2 separate regions of the Mus musculus genome follow, and region 2 is linked to region 1. Evidence: chromatin contacts called from public HiChIP or PLAC-seq data. All regions are on one chromosome and are shown on one strand. Each heading gives the region's core, a stretch centred on a gene start, on an enhancer-like site or on the middle of the called end of the contact. The rest is flanking DNA. Distances are from core to core; before and after follow the strand shown. Region 1 holds the start of Acot11 (acyl-CoA thioesterase 11). Region 2 has its middle 8.4 kb from the start of Gm31125.

Region 1 (3,636 bases), core at 928-3,427:
AGCTCTAGAATCAGAACCATTGAGTTCAAATCCCAGCTCTGCCACTTTCTGCCTCTGTGACCCTAGACAGGCCACTGACCCCTCTGAGCCTGAGTTATTCCTCATCTGGGACAAGTGTGGCGAGACAGAAGTAGAGTGGGGCGCGTACTGGTTACATTTCTTATGCTATAGCCAAGTACCTAACAAAGCAGCTGAAGGAAATACGGGCTTGTTTTGGCTCACAGTTTGAGGAAACACAGTCTAGAGGTAAGGAAATGATGGTGTCAGGTGGTCACACTGTGTCTACAGACAGGAAGCCTAGAGAGGCAATGCTGGTACTGAGATACGTGCTCTTTTTTCTCTTTTTATGGGGTCCAGGCCATAGGAATCTGCTATCCACACTCAGTGTGGGTTTCCCTCCTCAGTTGAACCTCTATGGAAACCATCTCACAGACATACCCAGATCCTGAACCCAGACAATCTGACAGCAAAGACAACTGACAGCCATCACAAGGTTGATAAAGTGGACCTGCCTCACTGAACTGAGGACGTTAACATGGGCACACTCTGAGCATGCTCCCTGGCAAAGTCAGAGCGTGGACATACTCTACCCTGGGCTCGGGGGACAGAAGCAAGAGGCCCAATAGCTCAGATTCCATCCTAGACATGGCAGAGAAACTGCCTGTCCACATTCATTCCCTAGGTATCCCTTTGCCTCTGACCAGGACTAGGTATACCAAGCACAGCTTGTAAAGTTTACTGGGGTAGAAGAGAGAGACACACAGCCAAATCTTCCATCCCAGTGAGAGCGGGGCTCATAAAGACTGCACAGTGCCATGAGAAATCTAGGAAGGCTTTCCAGAGGAGGCAGCATCCCAGCTGAATCCGAGGGCTGAGAAGGAAACCGCCAAAGAGACGGCAGGCTGACAGAGGTGCAAGGGAGGCCAAGGTCACTGGTGGTCACTGGTGGAAGGTACAGAATATATGGCAGCTAGAGAGAGCCAAGGTGGAACACTAAGACAGAAAAAGCCAATCCCTACAGTGCTGCTGAGAACACAGAGGGAGGATGGTGGGGTGTGGAGAGAGCTGGGCAAGCCTGCCAGGTAAGACTGAACAGGTGGGCACACACCACAGCTAGCTTTTCAGAGATAACCACTAGTGGGGTAGCAGATGGAAGGAGCTGGGTGAGATCCTAAAAGTACAAAGAGCCCGGGCTGGGCAAGGATGCCACTTGAGGGAAAGGACGGGTGAGATGTGTATTTAGCCAGGGCACTTTTTAAAAGGCCTTTTCTGTACCGACCTCAGTTGGCAGATACTCTTGCCCAGCACTGGCGGTACAGCCTGTCCCAAGCCCTTCTCCAGGCACCAGGCCAAAGGCCCCCCAATGAGCCACTATGCACTTGGGTGTTTCTGGGACCTCAGCACCTATCTCAACTCCAAAGTCCCAGTTAGGAGGTTCCAGGAAAAAAAATACTCTCGAAGGTCATTGCATAGGACATTTTCCACATGGCCTTTCCCTCACAGGCTGTGTTCTTACTCTCCTGTTCTCGCCTTGTACACACACCCTCACGTCGTAAATTCTGTCAGGCCATAGCCTTGGAGTCCTGAGCGGGAGAAGTGATGAGGCCCAGAGCTCAGATGGCAGGCAGCGGGATTGTGCACAGGACCCAGGGAGACACACACACACACACACCAGCAGCAGCTGGATTGTAACATGACACACACACAGCAGCAGCAGCAGTATTATGCACAAAACACACACATACACACTCAACCAAACAGAATGCCAGAACTTGCTACAGAAGATTCCATTCCACCTAACCACAAACTGCCAGCCTGAGGGAGCCTACTGTCCCCGGGTCTCTTTGGGGAGAGTACTAGTTATAACTTAAGAAGTCCGTGGGTTCTGCAATATCTCCTTCTAAAGAAGACTACAGACAGATCCCGACTAAAGATGCAGATCCTGACTTTAGAGGAAAGCATCTACTTTCTGGGCCCCCACACCAGGAGACCCATTTGTCTCCCAGGCCACCCTAACCCACAGTCCATACCCTTCGCAAGTGGTTGCCCACATTCTGAATCATTGCTGCTCCGTTTGCTGGGTTGCCAGGCTGTGGGGGGGTCTGTAGGCTCCTAAAGGGCCGCTGGTCACCTGAGCCCTGGGACTGCCAGCAAGTCCAAAAGCAGCCGGCTTCTCCTGGCTCCTCCTCCCAAGGTCCCCGCCCTCCGGAGCCAGCTGTTAATATCTCCGCCCCTTGTCCTGGCCTCTCCTCGATCCGCCCTCTGTGCGCCCCCCCTCCAACCCCAGCACAGAAAGCTCCCTAGCACCTGCCAACTGGGCCACAACCACGTGGGGCCTGTTGCCCACCTACTGGCACCACCGGACTCTATGTCTCTAGACTCAGGCAAATGCCAGCCCCCACTCCAGCCCCCTACCCCTGTCCTTGCCTAACAGAATAGAAGTCCCAGAGCTCCCATTCTCTTGCCAGGGAGTCCATCCGTCCACAAGAGGGCAGGCTGGAGTGTAGCAGGATGCCAGGGAGCTGCCAAGGCCTCCTAGAGAGACACCAGACCCACCTGCCAGAGTTTTACCTTCCGGAGTGCTACCCGACTGGCTCCTGGGCCCAGGTTGTTAGCATCCAGCAACTGCCGAACAGGGTTTATACACCGGGCCCTGACAGCCACTTCCTTATAAGCAGGTAATTCTTGTAAATGAGGCGCCTGCCAAAGTACACCCAGTATGCCACGTGGTACTCAGCACCCATGGCCATCAACGAGTGAAAGTTCTCCAGGACTTTCCCTGTCCTCTGTCACTTCTGCAAGAGGTTCGAGGCAGACGACTAGAGACACACTCTGGTCAGGACTAAAAAAGCCAAAGGGAACTGGTGACCAAATGGCTGAGGACAAGTCGCGGAGCACCAGACCCCTGCTGTGACTCAGGCTTCCTGCTGATCCTCTTTCTACATCGCAGGGATGATCCCTGGGGCTGGAAAGGGATGTATCCAAGGCGCCATGGCCACTATGTAGCAGATGGGGACAGATCAGCAGACATGTCCTCTGCCTCCTGCTTCTGCTTTCATTCTCTACACAGTTACTAACAAGTCCTCTGCCAAAGGCCCCGAGTTCACTACCATGCCTGGGACTCTGGGCAAGTCCTCTCTTCTCTCAGAGCCTTGACTCTAGGAATCAAGGACTCGCACGTCTTTCCTTGTGAGTTCTCATCAACGATCTGCACTTCTGTATCTGCAGATGAGAAACTGAAGTTATACCCAAAAGACAGCAAGATAAACACCATTGTGCTAACTCTCGACTCCCAACACTCAGGAACCTAAGGTAGAAGGATGGCCATGAGTTCAAGGCCAGCCTAGGCTACATGTTGAGTTTCAGGCCAGCCTGATTTATAATACAATGTTAGACACTGTAAAAAAAAAAAAAAAGAGGGGTGGGGACAGAGAAATGGCTCAGTGGTTAAATGTTCTTGCTACTCTTCCAAAAGAGCCCAATTCGGTCCCAGTATCCATGTCAGATGGCTCAAAGCCAACTGTAACTGAAGCTCTAGGAAATCAGATGTCTCTGAGCTCTACCACATCTGCATTCATGTGCACATACATACCCAGATGCAGACACACACACCTATACCTAACTAAAAACAAAAAA
Region 2 (3,341 bases), core at 555-3,054, 49 kb after region 1:
CAGAAACAGAGGCAGAGGAATTGCCATGAATTGGAGACCAGCCTGGATTCTATAGTGAGCTCAGGACAGCTTACAATATTGAGGAGGAGGAGAAGAGGGACCACCACTGTTAAAATGGTACTAGGCAAGAGAAAGGATGTGTCTGTGGCTAGCTGGAATCAGGTTATCACTAGGGGAGGCCTTCTCCTGTAGGCTGGCCAACACCAGTCCACACCAGGTTCCCAGGATAGCTGCATACCTTCAGCAGCACCTGGGTTCCAGTGGCTCGCAATGACTAGTGATGGCTGAATTAAGAAGTATCAAGAAGGTCACTTGGTCACTTTTCTCTGGAAAGCTGTCCCGACTATTCTAACCGCTGCCCAGTCTTGGTCTGACCCTCCCCAGGGTCCCTGCCCTCTCTGCTTTCTGGTCACAGCATCAGCCTGCAGGTTCCTAGTGGTGCCTTTGACAGGCAGGACAATGGGCTTCCTTCCCAGACTCCACCTTCAGGGGAATCAGCCTTGCTGCCTTAGGGTTTTGCCCCAGTGTTTGAAACAAGGAAGACATTCGGTAAATGTTTGTAAAAAGGGGAGAGAATTCCTTCATTCAACAAACATTTATTGACCTTTTCAACTGCAGCCCTCAACAGCCCCACATGTTCTTAGGCTGCCTCTCTCCATCCCTGTAGATGTACTGGAAAGGGTTAGTATGCCTAGCTTCATCACTAAGACCAGGTGGTAATTATGAACATTATCTGAGACAGGTCCCCACATAGCCTCACGCTTGTACCTTGAGGAACTCAAGATTCAGAGAGAGGAGGAAATAATTTGCCTAAGGTCACACGGACGGTCTAGTTGAGGCTGACCTTCACCAACCCATTCTCCAGTTCCCAGACCTACTGCCTGAGACAGGGTTGGTCCAGGGTTTTCTTGGGACAGTCCCAGTGGAAGAAATCCTCCCAGTTCCCTTTGCCTGGATCGCCAGCCTGCCCTTCAATGCCTCTTCAGTTGTGAGACAGCCAAGTCCAGCTTGTTCACAGCCCAGCAGCTGTGAGCCCCTTACCCCTTATCCCCTCCCGGTGCTGCCTTGGGCTGAGCACCCCACCCCCAGTACCCCCAGAGGCCCCATTTGGGGAAAGGGAGGAGGGAGGAAAAGAGAAACCCACGGGGCCTCCAGGGCACAGCCCTTGAGGAGCCCCGGTGTTTGGTTTCAATTAGGAGGAGAAATTCCAGGAAGCCAGGCCAGTGCTGGGGGGAGGGGGTGTGCAGAGCAGGGTTTAGAAAGAGGAGGCTCCTGGAATCCAGCCTCCGGAAGAGGCTCCCAGAGGGCTGAGCTCAGGGCCAGTTGGGGAGCTGTGTGACCTGTAGGGCCAGGCTCCTGTCCCAGGTCGGTGTGTACCTTCAGAGTGGCTAAGAAGTGGGCCAGGTGCCTGTTATCCTATAGATTCTCAAGACTCAGGGAACAGGGGCCAGCATTGCCTCGCTCCTGTTCTTGCTAACATTGTTCTGGAAATTCCAGCTTGGGGTGGGGAGGGCGCCTGATGACAACGCAGTCAGCCACATACCGAGATGGCCTTAGCCAGGAGTCGAGCCAGCCCAGGAGCCCCAGGTGCAAACACAACAACAGCTATGCAGGATAGTCCCCTGGAGACAGATGGAGCACCCAGGAGCAGGGAGTTGAGAAGCCAAGAGGAGAACGGATGCCCCTGTCCTGTTCACCCTGCCCACCTTGGCACACTGCCTCTGCTACTTGGCACCCAGCAAGCGCTGGGTAGAGTCTTGCCACATTGATGGCGATGAGCTCTGTTGGGAAATTTCAAAGGAAGTTTCTTAGAAAAGGGTTGTATCTAAGTGAGAAACAGGTAAGGATCAGCCCGTAGCACAGCGGGCACCTCACAGTGTGCTGACAGAAGTTGGGACATTACCCTGCAAGCCATAGGGATCTCCTAAGAGAAAACCAGGGGACCATTCAAGCAAAGACCTATAGTTCGCAGCAGTATTAGGGAAGCAGAGCTGGCTTCATGACAGAGCTCACTCTTGGCTGCCAGGTCCCCAGCTGTCCACTCAATGTCGCTTCTTTTCTGCCAGTCCCTGCCACTGTCAGAAATCTTGGCTGCTTGGGGTCTGTCACTTCAGTGCTGAGTGACTCTGGGTTACATGCCCTAGACCAGAAGGCAGACCAACAGATCTTCCCAGGTGTGGCACAGGCTATGAGTGGGATGGGGCAGTGAGGTTCCAAAGTTCACAGACCAAGCCATAGAAAAACGGAGCCTCTGCCCTGTTGTCATGGTGGCAAACATCTTTAATCCCAGCATCCAGGAGGCAGAGGCTGGTGACCTCTGTGAATTCAAGACTGAAAAAAAAAAAAAAAAAAAAAAAGCCGGGCGTTGTGGTGCATACCTTTAATCTCAGGAGGCAGAGGCAGGCAGATTTCTGAGTTCGAGGCCAGCCTGGTCTGCAAAGTGAGTTCCAGGACAGCCAGGGCTATACAGAGAAACCCTGTCTTGGAAAAAAAAAAAAAAAAAAAAAAAAAGCCACCATGTGGTTTTTGGGAATTGAACTCAGGACCTCTGGAAGAGCAGTTGGTGCTCTTAACCACTGAGCCATCATCTCTCCAGCACACCCTCCTCTGCTTTAGATTTATTTTTATTTCCTGTGCATTTTTGTTTTGCCTGCAGGTATGTCTGTGTGAGAACGCCAGATCCTCTGAAACTGGAGTTCCAGACAGCTGTGAGCTGCCATGCAGGTTCTGAGAATCGAACCTGGGTCCTGTGGAAGAGCAGCCGGTACTCTTAGCTTCTGAGTCATCTCTCCAACCCTCTTTTGTTTAGTTTTAATTTTTATTTGGGGTTTGGAGATATACCCTTGTGGAGGTCAGAGGACAACTTTCAAGGGTTAGTTCTGTCCTACATTCAGGATTCAAACTCAGGAGGTCAAGCATAGACAGCAAACAGTTTTACCTGAAGAGCTATCTGCCCCCCTTGTTTTGTTTTGGTTTTTTGTTGTTGTTGTTGTTGTTGTTGTTGTTGTTTTTTAAGACAGAGATGGGGGTTGGGGGGGCTGGTGAGATGGCTCATTGGGTAAGAGCACCCAACTACTCTTCCAGGCTGCTCTTCCGAAGGTCCGGAGTTCAAATTCCAGCAACCACATAGTGGCTCACAACCATCCGTAACAAGATCTGACGCCCTCTTCTGGAGTGTCTGAAGACAGCTACAGTGTACTTACATATAAATAAATAAATCTTTAAAAAAAAAAAAAAAAGACAGAGATAGGGTTTCTCCAGGTTGCCTTGGCCATCCTGGAACTAATGCTGTAGTCCAGGCTGGTCTTGAATTCATGGAGATGCACCTGCCTCTGCCTTCT

Evidence for each region. HiChIP or PLAC-seq counts read pairs in DNA pulled down with a chosen protein or histone mark.
Region 2: a contact with region 1 is called in an H3K27ac HiChIP or PLAC-seq map of embryonic stem cells, with 6 read pairs. The contact joins the enhancer-like site here to the promoter of Acot11 in region 1. A contact is called at or near these places in 6 of 39 promoter capture datasets (the 3T3-L1 cell line, the C10 cell line, the HPC-7 cell line and 3 more), 3 of 15 datasets of contacts at CTCF or cohesin (CD8 T cells, the G1E-ER4 cell line and the NIH/3T3 cell line), 32 of 484 Hi-C or Micro-C datasets (the Ba/F3 cell line, CD4 T cells, CD8 T cells and 20 more), 8 of 115 datasets of contacts at active chromatin or transcription factors (the HPC-7 cell line, effector CD8 T cells, embryonic stem cells and 2 more) and 3 of 9 other capture datasets (adipose tissue, liver and pancreatic islet).

The regions. Positions count from the first base shown.
Region 1 is chr4:106,797,654-106,801,289 of GRCm38.p6, forward strand. Acot11 (acyl-CoA thioesterase 11) reads right to left here and starts at 2,178. Exons shown (of 16, transcript NM_025590.4): 1 at 2,031-2,178. The coding sequence starts at 2,063.
Region 2 is chr4:106,846,882-106,850,222 of GRCm38.p6, forward strand. No RefSeq gene overlaps it. Among named protein-coding and RNA genes, the nearest start is that of Gm31125, 8.4 kb to the left of the region's middle. Within about 2 kb of position 1,805, at least 225 of the 459 cell types and tissues checked have an H3K27ac peak or open chromatin away from gene starts, as enhancers often do. A contact at or near this core is called in the Ba/F3 cell line, the G1E-ER4 cell line, the HL-1 cell line and 15 more, where this site is marked.